Linked DNA regions of Xenopus laevis: region 1 is linked to region 2. Evidence: chromatin contacts called from public Hi-C data. All regions are on one chromosome and are shown on one strand. The core of a region is the stretch at or near the end of the contact, and the rest is flanking DNA. Distances in the headings are between cores, read along the strand shown. Region 1 has its middle 32 kb from the start of znf703.L. Region 2 holds the start of erlin2.L (ER lipid raft associated 2 L homeolog).

Region 1 (5,172 bases), core at 2,150-4,649, 69 kb before region 2:
GCATATACATAGGTCAGTGTGGGAACTGGTAGCCAAAAGGGCTCATTTACTAAATGCATCAAGGGACAAAGTGCAAAAATCAGATGCAAAGTGGCATGCTTTCCTTCCCAATGTACCTTGCTCCCACAACTGCCGATTGTTGTACCCCATTTTCGATTTACAAATACATACACCTTACAGTAAATGATGCATAATTATCCACATGCACACCACATACTGGAAGGGATGGACTGGGCCGACGGGACACCAGTAAAAACCTGGTGAGCCCAATCAACCTAGACCCGCTCCCAGTCTGAAACCATGGGTTCTAGTGGTATAACTAGATGTTACTGGGTCCCAGAGTAAATTCAATTTAGAGCCCCAAAATATAGAAAAATTGTCATTTTCCACTATGACTACAGTGCTACGCAATATGTTGGCGCTATATAAATACATGCTAATAATAAATGATACAGTATTTTGCAATCGCTTATTCGTTTGGGCCTTATTGGGCCCTCTGCACCCCTTGCATTTGTGGGGTCTGCTTTCCTTCTTACCCCCCCCATCGCAACCACAAGGAAAAGTAAAAGGTATGCGCTGGGGGTTTGTGGTGTCAGGTATTACATGTGAAGGACCTCACAACTGGGATGTAGGGCCCAGGAGAGTTTGGGGGCCCCTGAGATGGCAGCCCAAGTGGGCCCCAATCCCCCCAGTCCAATGCTGCATACTGGTGTTCCATCCATTAGGCACTAGAAGGAGGAATGTGGACACAAGGAGCTCTAAAGCAAGTGTTAAGTACAGGGCTCCCTTGGGTAGGAGAGTATTGCACTATAAAAGGAGCAACAGATGAAAGGATACAGAGGGGAGCTGCTCTGTACAGGACTACATCCAAGCTTAGCTATGGGAGTTACTCATTTGTGGATTCTTGTACCTAGCATTAATAGACATCCCCAACAGATCTATGGAATACAGAACATGTATGTGTTACATCTAAACTGATCTTAGGGGTTGTTCATTTTTGAGTTAACTTTTAGTATGATATAGAGGGTGATATTCTAAAAACAATTTGCAATCGTTTTTCATTTTCTATTATTTGTGATTTTTGAGTTATTTAGCTTTTTATTCAGTCGCTCTCCAGTTTGCAATTTCAGCCATCTTGTTGATAGGGTCCAAATTGCCCTAGCAACCATGTATTAATTTGAATAAGCGACTGGAATATGAATAGAAGAGGGCCTGAATTTAAAGATGAGTAATAAAAAGTAGTATTAACGATACATGTGTAGCCTTACAGAGCATTTGTTTTTTTAGGTGGGATCAGTGGCCTCCATTGAAAACTGGAGAGTTAGAAGAAGGTGCCGGCAAATAATTAAAAAAAACTATAAAAAATAAATAATGAAGACCAATTGAAAAGTTACTTAGAATTGGCCAACAGCAGTATGGGCATATATTGGTTCTTGTTGGAATGTACTTTGGCAACCATTTACTTAAGTGCATTAAAGTGTGATAATGAACTGTCCAGAAATACCGTAACACTAAAAATAAGAGTTGGTTTACTTAATTAAACTAAACTTTGAGCACCTACTATCACAACTGTGCTATGTTCACTATTTGGCAGGGTCTCGGCATGACAAAATTGGCACTAATCACAATCACGTATGTTGCCTGCTTTGCAAGGTCTAAGAATGACAAAATTGGCGACCAATGTCTATCGAGAGGTGTTATGCAAAATAAACCCACAGAATTGTCTAGCGGTTGAGATATCATCTCCATCTTTAACATGACCAATGTCCACTATCGATTCCAGAAGCATAACACACAGACATTTTTATCACTGAATAAACTGATAATATGAAATTAAAATAATTGATAACTGAAATTATTTTCCAAATTGTTGGTAATTGGTAATAACAACTATAAGATGGAAATTCGTGAGCAACTCATACAAACTATTGGTTAGTTTTTTAATAGTTATGTTTTGGCACCAATGTTACATTTTTTGTTTTAAAACATTTGCAGCACCAATGGGCTTTGATTTATTTTAATAAAAGTTAAAGGATGCCTTTGCCCTTAAAATGGCACTTGCAATGTAGACACCAACAGGAGTTGGCTTTGCTCGTGTGATAAGAAGCCCATCACTTACTGGGCTGTCGCTGAGCAAGGCATGGGAAATATCTGAATAAACACTGTTATCAGGGTCCAGCCATTGTCTCAAGATCCTGGAGGACTTTTTACAAAACAAACTGATAAACCATACAGATCTGTCCCCCAGTAGCCACCTTTCATTGTCTTTCTTTTTGTCACTGGTCCTAACCTGTTGCATTCTCAAGCCTTCTCCTATTCTATATACACACATATATATATATATGAAGTGTTTACCATCTCTTTCTGTGTATCTATATCAATCACTTTCTGTCATTCCCTTTCTGTTTTACTGTCTATATTCATCATGTTCTGTCCCATTCTTCATGACTTAGGCTGTCCATATTCATCAATTTCAGTTCCATTCTTCCCGTCAGCAGCAATCTATCATATTCTGTCCTAATCTTTCATTCTGCCACATTCTTTCTTCTGCCGTCCTGTCTATATATAAATATTTGTAATCTCATAATCTGTCCCCGGGTGTTTCTCCTCTCCCCTTACATTTGTATCACATATATTTGCTAGGATATATATATATTTTTTTTAAGGCTCAGTCCCCTTTATATAACTGATTTGAGGTTCACTAGTTTACAGAGAAAAACAGAATTTGTCTAGTGGCACTCAATACATGATACTATTTTTTAGAGAGGTAATGAGACAACTGCTTCTGTTGGTACATAATCATTAATTTTTGTTTTTACTGATGGGGTTCATGGCCATAAATCACCTTACACATCTGCAGTATAAGGCTATAACTCCACTGCTGCTCTGCCCGGCACCTGAATACATTGCCTCAGCTCAAGTGCAGACAGACATGATGGATTTCAACGCCAACACATGTAATTTTGCATTTCACACTAAAATCGTCGCATCTGCCTGCTCCAAGCCAAGGTATTTGGGTGCAGGAACATTGAGAGCAGAGCAGCAGCAGAGGAGCGGATTCTCTGCCTTCGCAATGTCTGGTCCTAGCCTTAAGTGGAGTGAGGAGGTTGCACAAGGGATTGAACAAGAGAGGCATAAATGGCATTACTCATCTGTGATGAACAGACCTGGAGAATTTCTAGACACCCCCTCAAGGTCAGACTGCGCTAGTGGTGATGCAAAACAACCCAGTTGTTCCTTACTGGCCCAGACTTGATCCTCATGGCTGCTAGAGCAACTCCCTGACCTCCCTGGCCACCAGAAGAAATAAGTAGTGCTGGAAGGGGTTGAGGGGGGTTGTGGTTGGGAGCTACAGTGGGCCTCGATCCCCCCAGTCTGACACTGCACCCCCTCAACTCCCCTTAGGGGAAGCAGCTCCTTTAGTAAAGCATGTGCTGTAATTAGACGTTTTTAAGCTCTACAAAACCTTTGGAAAGATGACCTGTTTCACCAACATATATTGAGTCCTTCTGTTCCCTCCAGCACTCCCTGGGTCTGGATCTACCATTGTTACTGTCTTGGAAAGGGCATAAACCATGGGCACCGTGCCTCATCCTAGTAAAAATAAAAATGGTTATAGTTAAATTAGGGTTGAATATGTGCTCGATTCATTGACATAAGGTTTTTTTTTCCATGTTTGGTCAAAGACCAAGCATACACTCACTGACTTGCATATAAACATCCATCTCCGCTAGTTATACCGACACCTATCCTCAGCACAGAGGTGTAAAGGTGCCATAGTGTAGTATGACTTTAGTTTGTGCCAAACAATGCATTCCAATTCTCCTACTCAATATAATTTGATTATGAACTGGTCCAGCAGTTTTTATCTTGTGTGTTCAACCGACTTCAAATCACATTGTCTCTCCTCCTCTCGTAACCCACAGGCTTCACTAAAAACTGTATCAGCTCAACACACTCACAGATATACACATATTTTTATTTCTGTATCTTCCATGCTTTCCCCTCAGCTGACAGTGTCTTTATCATTGTGCCCCCTACTTTCTCACTGCCAATCCCTCTCATTGTCTGTATCTATCACTTGTTTCTTTTAACTTCCAATTTCTGTCATAACCTATTTGTATGTCACCTTATCTCCCTCAAGCAAATGTACCATTTTGCGGTGCAGATGCATTAATCTAATTTACCTTGGTTCTTCATGGGTTGACATCTGCAACGATTTTTCATTCTTTATGTGACCGACAACATGGTACTTTAAAGTCAGCTTGATGGATGAAGATACGACCCAGAGGAGAAAAATTCCAGCACTGTAAGAATGTGACAGTGATACAGTGGAATGGCACCCTGTGGTATGGGAGTCATTCGGCACTGTGCTTGGACTATAAACGGGGAGCCAATTCATTTTCTTTTTGACGTAAACCCAAGGAAGTGGAAAGAACGGGTGGTACTGAACAACACAATACATTAGAGTACATACAGTACATATAAAATAATTATAGGAATACATTATAAGTATTGGTTTGGATGTAAAAAATGACACAGGTTTTCTTGCTAAGTAAATCTAACAAGGGAGCTCCCACGTTGAAGTTGAAAAGTTAAAACATAATACAGGCATGGGATCCGTTATCCACAAACCCATTATCCACAAACCCATTATCCGGAAAGCTCCAAATTATAGGAAGGCCATTTCCCATACTTTAGGTATGGAGATCCAAATTACAGAAAAACCCAGGTCCCGAGCATTCTGGATAACAGGTCCCATACCTGTACTACTAATTCTCAGTAGACTCTATAGATAATATACAGAACCTGCACATATTATTAGACCATATTAACAGTATATAGCACCAATACACCAAGTCAAGCTGAACCATAATTTATAGTTAAACTTTCATTTTTGATTCTGATTCTTCCAGCCTAGCACCAAACAACCTTAATGTGCTCAGAATATTCTTTGCATTCTTATACATTCTTATACATTTTTAATTCATATAATGTACTCACAGGACACAAAATCCAGAGTTTTTTAAGTTTAAAACAATACTAGTTTATTATAAATTAATTTAATATAATTGATGGAATGTCATTTGTGATATGTTGCTGCCATGCACTTATTATTATACAGCATAATGAGTAATTGCTTTAGATAATAGTTCCGCTGACAGTCAGTAC
Region 2 (4,756 bases), core at 1,829-4,328:
CTAATCTCCCCGAAAAGCCTTCGGAGCAATTTGTTTTCCAAAGTCATCCGAAGTTTCTTCATGAGACCACTTCGGGCAACTTCAGAAAACAAAGCGATCTGAGTGCCGGTGATTTACATTCTAGCCGGCGGGAAGTCATACTGAACGTTGACTCAAAGGTGAACAACTCCTTTAAGTCTGTAGCCCCTTATCCAAATGAGCTTTATGTTTGGGTTGATTAACAAAATCCTGGGTTCTGATTTTTATGTTTTCTCTGTTAAGTATAAGTTCCTTACATTTTAAAGGATAAATTACAGTGTGATGGAACTAACACACAATCACAGATGAGGCTACTAAAGGGGTTGGATTATGATAGGAGTGATTGGGGTAACTGAAGTTCATGGGGCCACGGCCTAATTGTACATGCACCAAAGTCCATAGACACTTGATGAAAAAGTAATCCTCTACATGCATGTGCTGTCACTTTAAAGACCATTTTGGAAGTGATTGTAAGCTCTTCTGGAACGAACCATATATTATCACTCTTATCAGTTTACATTTGGATGTCATAACTTGTATTATCCCATTTCAGAGCAGCGACATGGAAAACGCCTGCTACTTTATAAATAAACAAAAATAATAACAAAACAATGTATTTTCCAGGCTAAGGCCAAATTCACCCTATGCTAACAATAAATCACCCAGGAGTGATATCTGATGCTTAACAGCCTCCCCAGATGAATTCCATTACTATACCAAATCCACAAAGGATCATAGAAACTCTAACATAGCTGTGTCTGTCCTTTCTCATGTATATTAGTCTAAACCTGTCACTGTAATTAGGCTTTAAAGTACATTGTTTGTACTATGTAAATAAAAATACACAGGCACACAAGGCATCAGTCTGCTCACAGACCACAAACTACTAATTGCAAGAAATAACTCCATGTGCTGAAATTAGAAGGTGTCTCTTCAGTTAACAATGGGTTGTTCACCTATGAATTCACTTATAGTATGATGTAGAGGTTGATATTCTGAGACAATATGCAATTGGCTTTCATTGTTTATTATTTGTGATGTTTGAGTTATTTAGATTTTTATTCAGTACCATTTATTTCAGCAATCTGGTTGTTAGGGTCCAAATTCCCCTAGCAACCATGTATTGATTTGAATAAGAGGCTGGAGTTTGAATAGGAGAAGCCTGAATAGAAATACGAGCAATAAAAAGCTTCAACAACAATAAATTTGTAGCCTTACAGAGGATTTGTTTTTAGATGGGGTCAGTGACCCCCATCGGAAAGCTGGGGTGAGTCCGAAGAAGAAGGCAAATAATTTAAAAACTATAGAAAATAAATAGCGAAGAACAATTGAAAAGTTGTTCCGAATTAGCCATTCTATAACATACTAAAACTTACCTTAAAGGTGAACCTTTAAAGCTACTTTTTCATTACTCATCTTTCTAATCAGGCCTCCGCTATTCATATTTCGGTCTCTTATTCAAATCAATATATGATTGCTACGCAAAGTTGGGGACATTTCAGTACAAATCCGGGACTGCAAGTTGAGCTGTCAAAATCAGGACTGTCCTGTGAAAAACGGGACAGTTGGGAGGTATGATTAGAGGAATATATATATGTGTATATATATATATATATATATATATATATATATAGTATACACACACATTAAAAAAACAATTATATTGTATATAATGCACAAAAGCCATGAATATGCTGTAAATGATATCCTTATAAACGGTGAGTAGTGATGTCATCAGTTATAAACGGTGAGTAATGATGTCATTTTTGTCACATGACAACCTGTGTATTATAATATATAAAGTACCCCTTGTTGAAAAATTTGAGGATATTAGAAGTAACCTTGGCGTTGCATGACCTGTATAAATATATATATGGTCATGGAACTCCCGGTGACTTATTATATCCTTATATATATAACAGGTCTGGACTGGGAGTCAAAATAGGCCCTGGCATTCAAATTACAGAGAGGCCCATTTTACAGCAGCCCCTCTGGCCTTTGCCAGAACCCACAGACTGCCAGTCCAGGTCTGATATATAACTTGTGGAATGGGTGGCACTCCGCTTCTAGACTTCACTCAGTTGCACGGTTAAAGTTTAGTATAATCTCAGGAAGAACCAGCAACACCGGGTTGTTTTTTAGTAGTGAAAAATTGTATTTAGTAAGGCATTCATAGCCAACGTGACGTCTCGGTCCCTACTGGGAGAAATGTCACGTTGGCTATGCATGCCTTACTAAATACAATTTTTCACTACTAAAAAACAACCCGGTGTTGCTGGTTCTTCCTGAGATTATAAATATATATATCTTCACAAGGGCAGCACCCTGCTGATATCGTGTTCCCTAGGTGCACGGTAAATAATTCAAATTCTTCAAGAAGACCCTCAACACCAGGATATGTTTATCAAATCAAGGTGTATTCATTTTGTGCATGAATAGCCTATATATATATATATATATATATATATATATATATATGTGTGTGTATATATATATATATATATATATATATATATATATATATATATATATATATATATATATATCATTGCACCCCTTGCCTAATGGTTTTAAAAGTTAGTGGTGAGCACAACTTTCTCTTCTCTTGTTTGTTATATATATATATATATATATATATATATATATATATATATATATATATATATATATTTATATTATTTTTAACTACAAAATGATATACTGGATATATATTTTTTTTCCTTTTAAATGTGATATTCATCTCTTACATCAATCCCCGCACCAGAAGAGCTTACAATCTAATTTTCCTAGGCATATACACACCTAGGGAGCCAATACATATGTAACTATGACTTATAAAGAATATTTTAATAGCTAAGAGGAACCCAAGCACTGGATATGTTATCCTTACCTGCAATGCTTGACTGCCTCTTATTAACCCCAAAACTGAGCTCTGGTTCCACCTGCTGGCAAAAACCAACATGTGCACTTCCGCCATTGAAAGGGCAAACGCGCCCTTAACTAAGATGTCTGCTTGTTCGGCACCCAGGGTGAAAGGTATGACGTTAACGGGAGCGACACTCGGAAGTAAGTGCAGCTCGTGCAGGTGGTTCTAGAAGGAAGATTAGGATCGATCAGAAGCGGTGCCCTGGAGGTGCAGTGATAAAGGTCGGGAGGAGCCTTTTTATTTTTAAGTTCTCATAGCGTGGACGACAGTTTATTGTGGGTTCTGGGTGTATTGGTGTGGGCCTGGGAAGTCAGAGCAGGGGGTTTATATTAGCACTGCGAGCTTAAAGTACAGCTTTATGTTATTCTCTTACTAAGTCCATGGCATGATTAAGAACTGACCAATTGCATAGAAATTGTGCTAAATAGATAGCAAGTCTAAGAATATTCCCCCTCTTGTACCCCCTCCTTCTCTGTAAGCCAAAGACAATGGTGGGGGAGCTGGTTTATTATATATTATTTTTAGATCATTTGACATATTGTTTTAATAAGCATTGTGGTATATAACATTAAATATGTATGGCTCCGGACAAGTTCAGCCTCCTTTTGTTTTACTAGATATTCTGAACTCTGTACAAACAACTCCCTCCCTTTGTTGTAACTGTCTGCGCTCACTGATAAGCACAAGCCAGTTATGGGGTTATAGATATGCTGGTATTATCAGCCTCACACATTATAAACATGTTTGACTGAATAAGTAAAAAAAACTTAATTAATATAATGGGGAAAAAAAAAAGTATATTTAGCACAATCATTATTTCTTGAAGTTTTAACGGGTAAACAGCCCCTTTATATGCACTTTTAAATTGACAGGAGTCGGGTCTTGCTGAAGCGGTGAGCAGGTTGCCGTCAGAGATAGGGGCAAGCAAAGGAAAGCCCCGTCCCATGGCAGCTGAATTGGAAAGGGTGTAGTTTTGGGATCATTACACATGCGGGGAAATATCAGAATTTCCTCGTTATGAACAATGAACTAAAACTTGTGCTTTCAGTTACACATTAACAAGAAATAACCTGGCGTTGGTCTCAGGCACTATACAGCCACACCCTTTTGTCTCATCGTCATTAGCCTCTGCTCTGCTTGTGTGTCAAAGGGCTTTTCAAGGTTGTGTTAAATGGCGGGTTACCAACTAAACTCATTTATTATTATTTTAAGGGGATTTTACAGCCACAACGATCTAAGTATGTGTATCGATTGCACCATATGTAGACAAGTTAATTGTTAAAGAGAAAGTATACCCCCCCCATTGACTTAAGCTCTTTCAGATTTTATGTAGAAAAGGTTCATAAACATTATTTGAACTTCCATACATTGATATAAATATATTTGTTTACCTCCTTCAACGTATTGAAGGAAAGCATGATAATCTATCCTTGACTCGTACAAATGATTTCTCTACCCCCCTTAGGCTCACAGTGTAATATATCCCTGCCTTTCTCACCTTGTTCCAGTGTGAAGTGATGGGTTCTGGTACTTGAAGTCCCACTGATTTCCATAGTGGGTGGTGCAGAGATTCTCTGGGAAGCAGAGGGACCTCAAGTCCCAGAATCCCTTACTTCACAATGGAACATGGTGAGGGAGGGGTTGCAGAACACTTTGAGGTTCTGGCAAGTGTCCTGATATTCTTTCAGTCTGTGGAATCGGGTATATCTGTGTAAAAAAAGTACATTTATATGAGGGATGTGGCGAATCCACTATTTTGTATTCGGCTGGACCCCCAAATCCTTCGCAAAAGATTCAGACGAATACTGAACC

What was found. Hi-C and Micro-C count contacts between places; a contact is called where the count stands out from the background.
Region 1: a contact with region 2 is called in a Hi-C map of the XL177 cell line, with 2.0 times the contacts expected there. The contact joins the enhancer-like site here to the promoter of erlin2.L in region 2. A contact is called at or near these places in 2 of 4 Hi-C or Micro-C datasets (the XL177 cell line and the XTC cell line).

What each region holds. Positions count from the first base shown.
Region 1 is chr3L:126,129,683-126,134,854 of Xenopus_laevis_v10.1, reverse strand. No RefSeq gene overlaps it. Among protein-coding and RNA genes, the nearest start is that of znf703.L, 32 kb to the left of the region's middle. Within about 2 kb of position 3,399, at least 1 of the 7 cell types and tissues checked has an H3K27ac peak or open chromatin away from gene starts, as enhancers often do.
Region 2 is chr3L:126,060,333-126,065,088 of Xenopus_laevis_v10.1, reverse strand. It overlaps erlin2.L (ER lipid raft associated 2 L homeolog), which reads left to right and starts at 3,078. Exons shown (of 12, transcript NM_001094800.1): 1 at 3,078-3,165.